2 separate regions of the Cyprinus carpio genome follow, and region 2 is linked to region 1. The links are chromatin contacts, called in public Hi-C maps. All regions are on one chromosome and are shown on one strand. The core of a region is the stretch at or near the end of the contact, and the rest is flanking DNA. Distances in the headings are between cores, read along the strand shown.

Region 1 (5,019 bases), core at 445-2,944:
CCATCCAGTAAAAGTGCATGCAACAAAACCGTTGATTTAAAAAGATCTTTAAAGGTCATAAATGTGTCATGAAACTAATCCATATGATTTGAGTGGTCTAATCCAAGTCTTGTGAGGAGCTAAGATCACATTTTATGATGAACAGACTTAATATGAAGGTTTATTTGACTTCATATGATCAAGGCACATTTATAGAGTGCATCAAATATGGTAAACATGGAAGCATGCAAGAGCAAACCTCACTGGTTCTGTGTTTGCTATATATATTTGATGTGCCACTCAATGTATATGTTATCAATTGTTTTATATATGAAACAGATAAATAGTGACATAACATCAAAACGGAAAAAAATGTGTGGTGACTTTGTTCTTTGCATTGGGTGTTGACTGGATTGGTTGATTGGACATCAGAAATGGAGGTATGTGACCATGAGCTTGCAGGACGAGGTTTAAATGCACTGAATTATTAGAGAAGTCCTGAAAATGTCACCAAAGAGAAGCCTGTCTTGTTCACCAGAAATTCCAGTTATGACATTTTTATTAAACATTGCCATTATTTATAATTAAGTGTATACCTGAGTCATTTACAATAAGATCTATAACATGCATTTTAAAAATAGATATGGTGAAGTCTTTCTTTGTGACAACTTTTAGTTGAACATCCAGGGGTAGATAAAGCACAAGTGTCCCTTTAAGGGTACAAGCTTTTGTACCCCTAAAGGTGCTAATTTTGCACAGTTTCTGACAGTACAGTGCGGTGAAACTTTTGGCACAATATCTGCAAAGCAAGAGAGAAAGTATAATCACTTTGTAATTGTCTTGAACCGTGTAACAAAGGTGGGGTCTGTGGTATGAAGTGCTGTTGCTGTGGTCTCTCCTCCACAGTAACGGTTGCTGTGGAGGCTGCAGTTGATGGTTATAACAGCAGCTGTCGCTGCAATGCACTCTGCAGCCCATGAGTAGCAAGAGAGAGAGAGAGAGAGACAGAATGTGGGAGCAACAGAGATAGAGTGAGAAAAGTGGCAGAAGGGGAGAGCTGGTGAGAGAGAGAGGGAGAACAAGCAATGTTTAAAGAGAGCTGTGAGAGATATACCAAGGGAGGGGAGATAGAGGAGAAAGAGCGAAAGAAGTCTGAAAAAATAGGGTTAGAAATAGCAAGCAAAAGAAAACTGCAGACAGAGTGAGCAGAGAAGGAAAGCAAGGGAGAGAGAGCAACAGAAAAAATGCAGTGGGAGCTGGTTTAGATTGTAATAAGAGAGGCCCTGCTCCGCTCTGTCAAGCTGAACTTGCTCCACCACCTCCAACCTCCACAATCACACATCACACACATTCCAGCCTAACCTCAGAGGCCGTGAGCGTGTGCGCCTGTGTGAGCATTTGTGTAGCTGTGCATGGTTGTGTACACTTTTTGTGTGAATACGTGTGCTCCAGAGAAATCCAGAGCAGATAGAGCAACATCAGGGTGTCTCCCATCCGATCAGAGAGGGATACAGAACAAGAGCAACTGTAGACAAAACAGGATGAGGATGAAGCTCGGTTTTAACTGTTCAACCTCAGATTTCAGAGCTTGTGTGTGTGTGTGTGTCGTGCATCTGTTAAAGTGCATGTATTTCCAGCACTAAACTGAGCCGGGCATTGAGGAAGGCTGACGCAAACGAGCAGTGACTAACTATGTAAACACTGTAAAAATAGAGTCGCAGCAATAGTCAGGGACACGAGAACGAGGACGCTTCTAAACAGAAAATATACAGACGTGACCATATTCCCAACAACACACACAGAGACTCAAAAGAGAGCAATTTTTCAAATGTAGACTTGTAAACAAAATGTAAAATGAAAACATTAACTAAATTGGCAATAGACAGGTGAAACAGGATGCTCTATACTTTTATATACTTAAAAATACACACACACGCACACAGGGTGAGAGGGAGGGGTGAGTCTCCGGCAGAGTTTCCTGCCACAGGATTTGAAACTAGAGCTCCTTCAGCTGTGGTCTCCTGTTTCCTCTCCCCATTTCCAAACACATTCATACGTTGGGATGTAGTTCCGTAGTTGTATCCACGCTTATTAAATATGAGCTTTGTGTTTACTAGAATTTTGGAAAAGCAAGAAATGCTAAAAAAGCAAGAAATGCTAAAAAAAAAAAAACAGTACTGTATTTTGTTATATATTCTCAATCATTCCAAATTAGCATGAGTTTTCTTTACTTGGCCTATACTCATGCTTATCTGACCCAGACAGTGGCCGGGTCCAGAGCACAAGGACAAACATAAGCATCAGGCAGATGGGGTTGTGCCTAGCCCAAGAGCACTGCAGCAGAGGTCAAACGAAGTACACCACCGAGAATCTGAACAGGAGTTCCTCCAATTGTAACATTATTAAAAGTGCTTTTCCATGGCACAGTGATAGTATCAGTAACACCATGGTATTGTATCATTACCATATTAACACATTACTGTTCAAATGTTTGGGGTAAGAAATACTTTTTTATATAAAATAGATTTTTCTATTCAGCACAGATGCATTCTATTGAACAGATGTGATACTTCATATTTTTGCAACATAAAATATATATTTTTAATACCAAGCAGCTTTTTAAAAATTTATAATAAGAAGAAATGTTTCTCGAGCACCAAATCAGCATATTAGAGTGATTTCTGAAGGATCATGTGACACCGAAGACTATAGTAATGGCTGCTGAAAAGCTTTGATCACAGGAATAAATTATATTTTAAAATATATCACAATAGAAAGCAGTTATTTTAAACTAATAATATTTCACAAAAATGTATTATTTTTGTATTTTTGATCAAATAAATGCAGCCTTTTAAATGATATTATATGTCATGGTGAAAAATGGCACACAAATCCAAGATGCTTAAAATAATACAATGGAATCACAATCCCATCCAAACAAACATGTTTCTTTATTTATATGATAATGTACTGATGAGTGTACTGTACATATAAAGCTCTGAGATGCTGTACTTGGCCAATGTTTCACTAGCTTCTTCAACAGGCACTACTGAATGAGGACTAGACCATGTGAATTTCCCTACCCAAGAGAAAAATTATTAAAAAAAACTTACTTTTTTTTTTAAACAGTGCAGGCATTTTTTCCCCAAGTTTTACAATGGATGGGCTCGCAACACTTCAATGCATAACATGTTATTTACATAAACCTATAACTATCTAATATTTTATTGATCTATAACTTACCTCCAATTGTAACACAAGTTTATCATATTAAAACTCAAGAGTTCATGTACTTTACAGCAGAATTCACTTAGCTGTAGGCTGCATGAGAATTAGGGGGGCTAAAATTTCACTAGACTCTGAACACTGCTGGTGCTATTCACTAAACTTTAACATTTCTGTACGCCTTGAAATCCTTGGAACGAGCCTGTTGCCTCCAGCTTGCATATTAGTATCATGGCACATGATTGCAGCATTGAATTGATTCTAACACCTCATTTCTCTCCACGGGTTTCACCAAACCATCCGATGCTTGAACATTTTAAACCCTCTCAAGAATAAAATGATGGTTTGAAGCAACAGTATTATTACCACTGTATCATCCCAGGAAGGAAAAAAATAGTTACAGGACATCTTCACACAAAACAACTGTGCACTACTCAACTCAATCCATTTAAATACAATATCTATTAATTTCAGTAGCCTGACAGAGTAACAATTGGCTCAGCCAATGGCAAGACTTTGAAACAGGGTTATCTGTTTTTCTGACCCAGAGAGGGAAGTGGGCATTTTTTAAGAAACCTGTTTGAATTATATACATTATATTTACACTTCTGTGCAACTAACAGTTCAATGGCAAAATGTTTAACAGCTAAGCTGATGCAAAAGGAAGAATAGGTAAAACATACAGAATAATGTTGGATAGAAAGTGTTCACATAGTCTTGAGTGTTTGGTCTTTTAAACTGTTATGCCAACAGTGAGCACTTTCATCAATCAAAACTGAACCCAAATTAAAGGGAGAGTTCAGGAATGATTCTGTCATAATTTACTCACCCTCAAGTTGTTCCAAACCTGTATGACTATCTTTCTTGTGTGAAACATAAAAGATGATATTTTGAAGAACGTTGGTTACCAAACCATTTTGGACGTCCACTGTTTGGACAGAGTTGAAAGAAAGTTGTGCAGGTTTAGAACAACATGGGTGAGTAAATGATGACAACATTTGCATTTTTGGGTGAACTATCCCTTTAAACATGTCATCTTCCCAACCAAATGTTTCTAAGATTTGTGGGAACAATAAAAGAAATACATATGCAATACATTTTTAATGCAAGATGTAAGAGAGAGAGACCTCAGCTGCAATCAGTCACTCCCTTTCATTCTAGTCAGATACAGAGGAGCTTTGTGAGACCTGCGTCACTCAAGGAAGCAGACAGAAGTTTGTTTGTGTCTTATGTGAAAGGTCAAGGGTCACCACAGGCCAGAAAGACAGGGAGCACTAAAGAGAGAGAGAAAAAATATTATTTTCCAAAATTCTGGTTGTTTTTATATATTCTTTATTAAATCTTCTGATCTGCTCCTCTCAAAAACAAAATTAGCACAAACATTTTGTGCCCTTTAATAGTGCAATCAAGTGACTAATGAGTATTTCTCTACTGTGCTAAATATGCTACCAATTTGTAGAGGCATAGACCAGTCTCTTTTCTAAAACAAATCAGTTCCACTAATGCCGGAGCTGAAGCTTATCATGTGTCGGTTATTCATAGAATCTTGTCTGAATTCATTTTATACTACAGTGGACATGTTTAAATGGCTGCTCATGGCTATCATGTTCATCTTCATGGATCTATGTACTTCAGAATGAACCGTTTGTCTCTCAACCGGAGGCCTCTTCTTTCTTAACTGGAGCTGGAACTGAAGAACCAAGGGACCCTCGACATCCTTCTTTGTTTCCATTAGCAGGAAAAAACAGAAGGAAATGGAAAAATAGAAATATGGAAATGGAAGCAGCATGTGGAAAAAAGCAACATATTTTTTTG
Region 2 (5,117 bases), core at 458-2,957, 34 kb after region 1:
CAAAAATCAACCTGAGATTAGATGATTAAAAGTACTTACCAAAAAAAAAAGTTACATTGGAGAAGCAGTCTAGCATCGTTTGCAGAGGCCACTTGATTTGATATTTTGTTTTCTAATGCAATGACATTCATACATTTTAAATGTGTCTTAAGTGTCAAAATATTAACATGGAGTGGATGAATGCACTGCTACACAAACGTGTTGCATGAAAGGATGCAGCACTGGCAGATTTATTAGCTAGTCAGTATAAAGTTTTCGCTACTCAAAATCTGAATGTCCGCATTCCGGTCTGAAGCAACTATGCATAAATTTCTTTAGTTATATCAAGTTATATCTAACCATTTAGTGCTGATTTACAGCTGTTTATTATTAAATTAGCTAATTTTCTAAATCTCTTCAGAAGACTCCTACATATTGTTACTGTATTTCATGGATAGCTTCTCTGAAATTAATGTTGCATGACAGAACTCACAGCTAAACTCAGCTAAACAATATCTCTTCTTACCATTGCAAACAATTTTACTTTTCTTATGGAAATTAAAGCATAAGCTTTACTTTGAACTGTACAAACAGCTTTATTGTTAGTGTTTTTACATATTTTTCACATTCTATTTTTTTTTAATGCATGATTGTAATGTTGCTACTCTTTTCATCCTTTATGTTTGGTTGTGTGTGTTGGTTACTTGTTTAGTTGTTTATTGATTATTTATACGTTCAATACATTTTGGGTATTTCAATTCATTTGGGTATTCACAATACATTTTGGGCATTGTGAAAATGCAGAGATATAAGCTTTAGCTCCCACTGGAGAACTGAGTTTGTGCATGTGTGTGTGTGTGTGTGTGTGTGTGTGTGTGTGTGTGTGTGTGTGTGTGTGTGTGTGTGTTAGAGAGAGAGAGAGAGAGAGAGAGAGTTGACCAGGAATATCGAAATGATTCTCTTAAAAACTGCTGTGATCTGTTATACTAGTGGGAAGAATGAACAGCAATTAGAGAAATAAATAAGAAATAAAATGTTCTTGCACAAACAGTTTGAAATGTCTGTATAGCCTAAACCTTGCTAAACTATAAAGAATCTATATTAGAGAAACATAATACAATATTTTTTTAGACTAATTATGTAGTATGCATGTCAATTACATTTGCTGTCTTTCCGTCTAAATCATCCATATCATTCATGTTTTTTAAAAAAAAAAAAATGCATTAAATATAAAGCTGTATTTACATATTTATGATCAATAATGTAACGTTTCATATGCTGGTACGGTTTGTATGTAAGTTGGAAATGAGTATAATGTTCTTAAAATATCGATTACCCAAAACAGAGAAATTTTAGTTTTAATGACCTTTTAAACTTCCAGGTCGTAATAACTCATACAGCGTGTTTTTCAGTTGTGTTAAACTTACAGTGCTTAGTACTTTTTAACTTATGAAAGGAAATATTTTGGTGAATTTGTGTCAGATCCTTCAAGAAGTCTCTCCGGCACACATGACAAGAGCATGCACTCCGATGCACAATGCGCCTCATGAGAACATTCCAGTTTGGTAAAGTCAGTTTGGAATTTGAATAGCACAGAAGAACCGCCTCTGTGTGATTGGACGAGATCAAAACCTCTTGGTGGAATTTGCTTGTCACTCAACGGTATTCTCGGCTTCTGATTGGCCGGAGGCGAAGTGGGCGGAAAGTTCTTCGCCATATATATACTATGGCAGCAAGCGCAGGCTAATGATTGCCTACGCTCACACGCTGAGGCAGAAACGACCACGTTCAATGTTACTCCACAGAGCTGACTTAAGCCATCGTCCCCGCACGAAATATCGTGATTCTGACTAAAATAAAGTTTGTGTCCTTCGTCGGAGTGGTGGGAGAACATCACGACCCCCGACCATGATCAACACCATGGAGTGTGCAGTGGATGCACAAAGTCTCATTTCGATATCATTAAGGAAAATCCACAACTCCCGTACGCAGAGAGGAGGAATCAAGCTGCACAAAAACCTGCTGGTCTCTTATGTACTAAGGAACGCCAGGCAAGTCTACATGAACGAGAAGTACGCTGAAATCTACAGAATGCAGCAGTACGAGGAGGTGATGACCGTCTGCAACGAGATCCAGGAGCTGAACCCTCTCGAACTGGTGGAGGACTGCGAGGAGCAGACGGGGGACTGCTGCGGCAGCGCGACCGAGTCGGCGAGCCTCTGCGGTGCGCTCCTGCCCGTCAGTCACCAGGCTCCTTCGGCGCAGCACATCCAGCCTAGCAGCGCCTGCTCGGTGCCCCTAGCTCTCCAAAGCGAGGAGGTCTGCAAAGCGCAGGAACCCTCGTTCTACCGCAGCTGCTGCGCGGAAGCTTACCCCGTGTCCAGCTGTGACTTTTCGCCGGTAAACAGCATGCACTGCAACAAAACTACAGTGCTCGATTTGGACACACATGTCGTTACCACAGTAGAAAACGGGTATTTGCATCAGGACTGCTGCGCTTCGCTCCAACAGTGCTGCCAGGGCGCGCAGAGCCCGGCCAAGAAACGCAAGCTTGACTTTGGGTACTACGTGTCCGAGATCGAAGAGGTACCGGATTTTACGCCGTGTAAAAGAGCGAAATTTGAGGACTCTTCATACGCGTGCACGGAGCCCTTGGACACGTCGAACATTTCCAACCTCATCTCGATCTTCGGCTCGGGGTTTTCGGGACTGGTGAGCAGACAGGCGGACTTGGAGCAAGCCTTAAACGGACAGTTCTGTAGCAAACAAGCCCTGGCGAGTTTAGGGGCTTGGACGAGAGCTATTGTAGCCTTTTGACTCTGTGGTTAATGCGAATACAGATACTTTATGAAAAACAAATGTACAAAGTCTAAGACAAATTGACTTTTATTTTTGCAGCAAAGTTATTTAAGCCTTTTTATTTGGGTTTGTTTTTAGTTTCGTTTCAGTGGGGGAGGCGGACGGTGGTTGTAGCCTACCACTTGTGATGTATCCTTTAAAACAAATGTCGATAGCCTACAACAAGCGTTTTAAAACCAAGTTGAATTTCGTTGCCTTAAACCCAACGCAGACTGCTAGCTATGGCCACAAACACGGAAAGTATCTGAATGTTTCGCTCGTGGATTGTTTCTTTTTTCTCTCCCTCCCCAGGAACTTTCACAAAGATGTATTGTAAAATAACATTACAGCCCATGTAATGTTGGGAATAACAGGCTGCAAACGGAGAAGCCTATACCCACTGCACGCTTATTTCTCACACAGAACATAACACTTTAATCTGCCGTGTCACATTTTCTAACGTTTTAACGACTACCAGTTTACCAGTAGAACAGGCTACAACAACAATACTATCTGAGCTCGTGCTACAGGAAGAGGACTGGCTTACACAGACTACATTCTGTAGTATCACACAAGGCAATCAAGTAGGCTAATGAAGGTGCAATATTTGAACCCCCTCCCTGTCTCAGTTTGTTGTTTTCTGTATTCTGAAATGTGCTGTTGAACGTGGCGAGGACTGGAGCGTTTTGTTGACTGCACTGACCTACAGCTCCAGTTCCTCTGAGTGTGTTTGTAGTTCGCCTATGCCAGTCACCTCATCAACACTGAACGTTGGGGCCATTAATTAACACTACAACTCCCATAATGCACGCCGTGATTTAATCTGCCAGGTATTTTTGTTGACTATCCAGTCTCCAGCGTTAACCGTTTCCCGCCCCCTTACTCTCAGCAAAAGTTTAAGCCTTCACAGTAATTCATGATGCCAGCATTTGCTTGGTTTTGTGGGTTTGATTTTATTTTCTACAAACTTAGACCTTTTGTTCTAAAAAGGCAATCTCATAAATTAGCCATACGTCCTCACATTAAATAAGCACTATGTGTACTGAATTAAAGACGTTTTCAGACGTATTCTCCATATTTTGTTGGTATTCTTGTATTTTTGTGCATATTAAATTGTATATCACCGGGTAAAACTGTTTTAGAAAGTATTTGTTTAAAATTTATAACCTTAATAAAAAATGAAACTTACTTTGCATTGCCTCTTTTTTTGATAAACCAAGAGTGTTCATTATAGCTGCCTTAAAATGTAGGCCTGATGATATTGAGCTTCGCTCAATTAGGCAACACAACAGAAAGGTTACATGCAAAATCCAACATCCTTAGCACGTCTCATCTGCCATATCCACAATAATCGAGGTCTTATTTATAATATATCTGCCATATTTTCCACACCTCACTTTAACAGAAAATCTTAGACTTTTAATCAAGTAGGGTATTAGCCTACAGAACTAAATGGCAAATATTTCTAGAACCCAATACTGTGCATTCAAGTTCCTAAATGAATATTCTCATTATTGTTTTGGATCACCTGAATTTTAATTTTAGATATAGGCCTATGCCATTACCTGCGAGATATTAAACTGTCACCTGCAGGCCAAGAATAGAACATCCAACGAAAAGAAAAGTATAAGTATATACACCATAAAGAAAATAAAGCATCAGCATATCATTCAGGTAAGCCTACATTTAAAACCAGGGTTTGAAGCAAGGACCAGACTCCTAAAAGGATCCTAAAAGCAAACTTTTGGCTGACACACGCGTCACGTCCTATTGGCGGGCACAGTGTTCACCTTTTTTTTTAGCCAGAAACTTTCGCTAAACTTGCAGACTGTGTTATCTCTGCTGTATGCCACATGGTGGTGTTCTTCAAAATCAATGAATGAAGGTATCAGAGCGCCTATGTAGCGGCACCTCGGGCTGACCTCGAATCCGCTGCTCCCTGCAACCCCCTCCACCCTCCCCTCCCTGTCCTCTCTCTGGTCTCTCTCTCATCTCCAGCCGAAACCTCCCGACTCCTCTCAATCTGAGATACCGCAGTACACCCGACACATCAACGTCCAACATGCATAGGCTGTTATCAAGTCGTTGTCATGTCTATTTTCAACGTTCTGCTTCGCGCGCGTTTAAATCTCGCTAAAAGCGCAGGTAATTCGGTTGCGCGGTATGTTGTGTAGTAGCTACATTATAACGAGGCGTTTTAAACCGTGAAATATGTTGTACGGTTGCATCGAGCTTGGTTTGCAAGGACGACACGTCTGTGAAATTACTGAATGATTCAACAAGGTTAAATTAATGTCGGC

The links. A called contact is a pair of places that touch in the nucleus more often than the background predicts.
Region 2: a Hi-C map of skeletal muscle shows a contact between it and region 1, with 1.6 times the contacts expected there. The contact joins the promoter of LOC122137451 here to the enhancer-like site in region 1. A contact is called at or near these places in 2 of 8 Hi-C or Micro-C datasets (liver and skeletal muscle).

The regions. Positions count from the first base shown.
Region 1 is chrB5:9,475,432-9,480,450 of ASM1834038v1, forward strand. No RefSeq gene overlaps it. Among protein-coding and RNA genes, the nearest start is that of LOC122137451, 33 kb to the right of the region's middle. Within about 2 kb of position 1,695, at least 4 of the 8 cell types and tissues checked have an H3K27ac peak or open chromatin away from gene starts, as enhancers often do. A contact at or near this core is called in liver and skeletal muscle, where this site is marked.
Region 2 is chrB5:9,508,959-9,514,075 of ASM1834038v1, forward strand. LOC122137451 (immediate early response gene 5-like protein) reads left to right here and starts at 1,708. Exons shown (of 1, transcript XM_042724172.1): 1 at 1,708-4,005. The coding sequence starts at 1,888. The coding sequence ends at 2,796.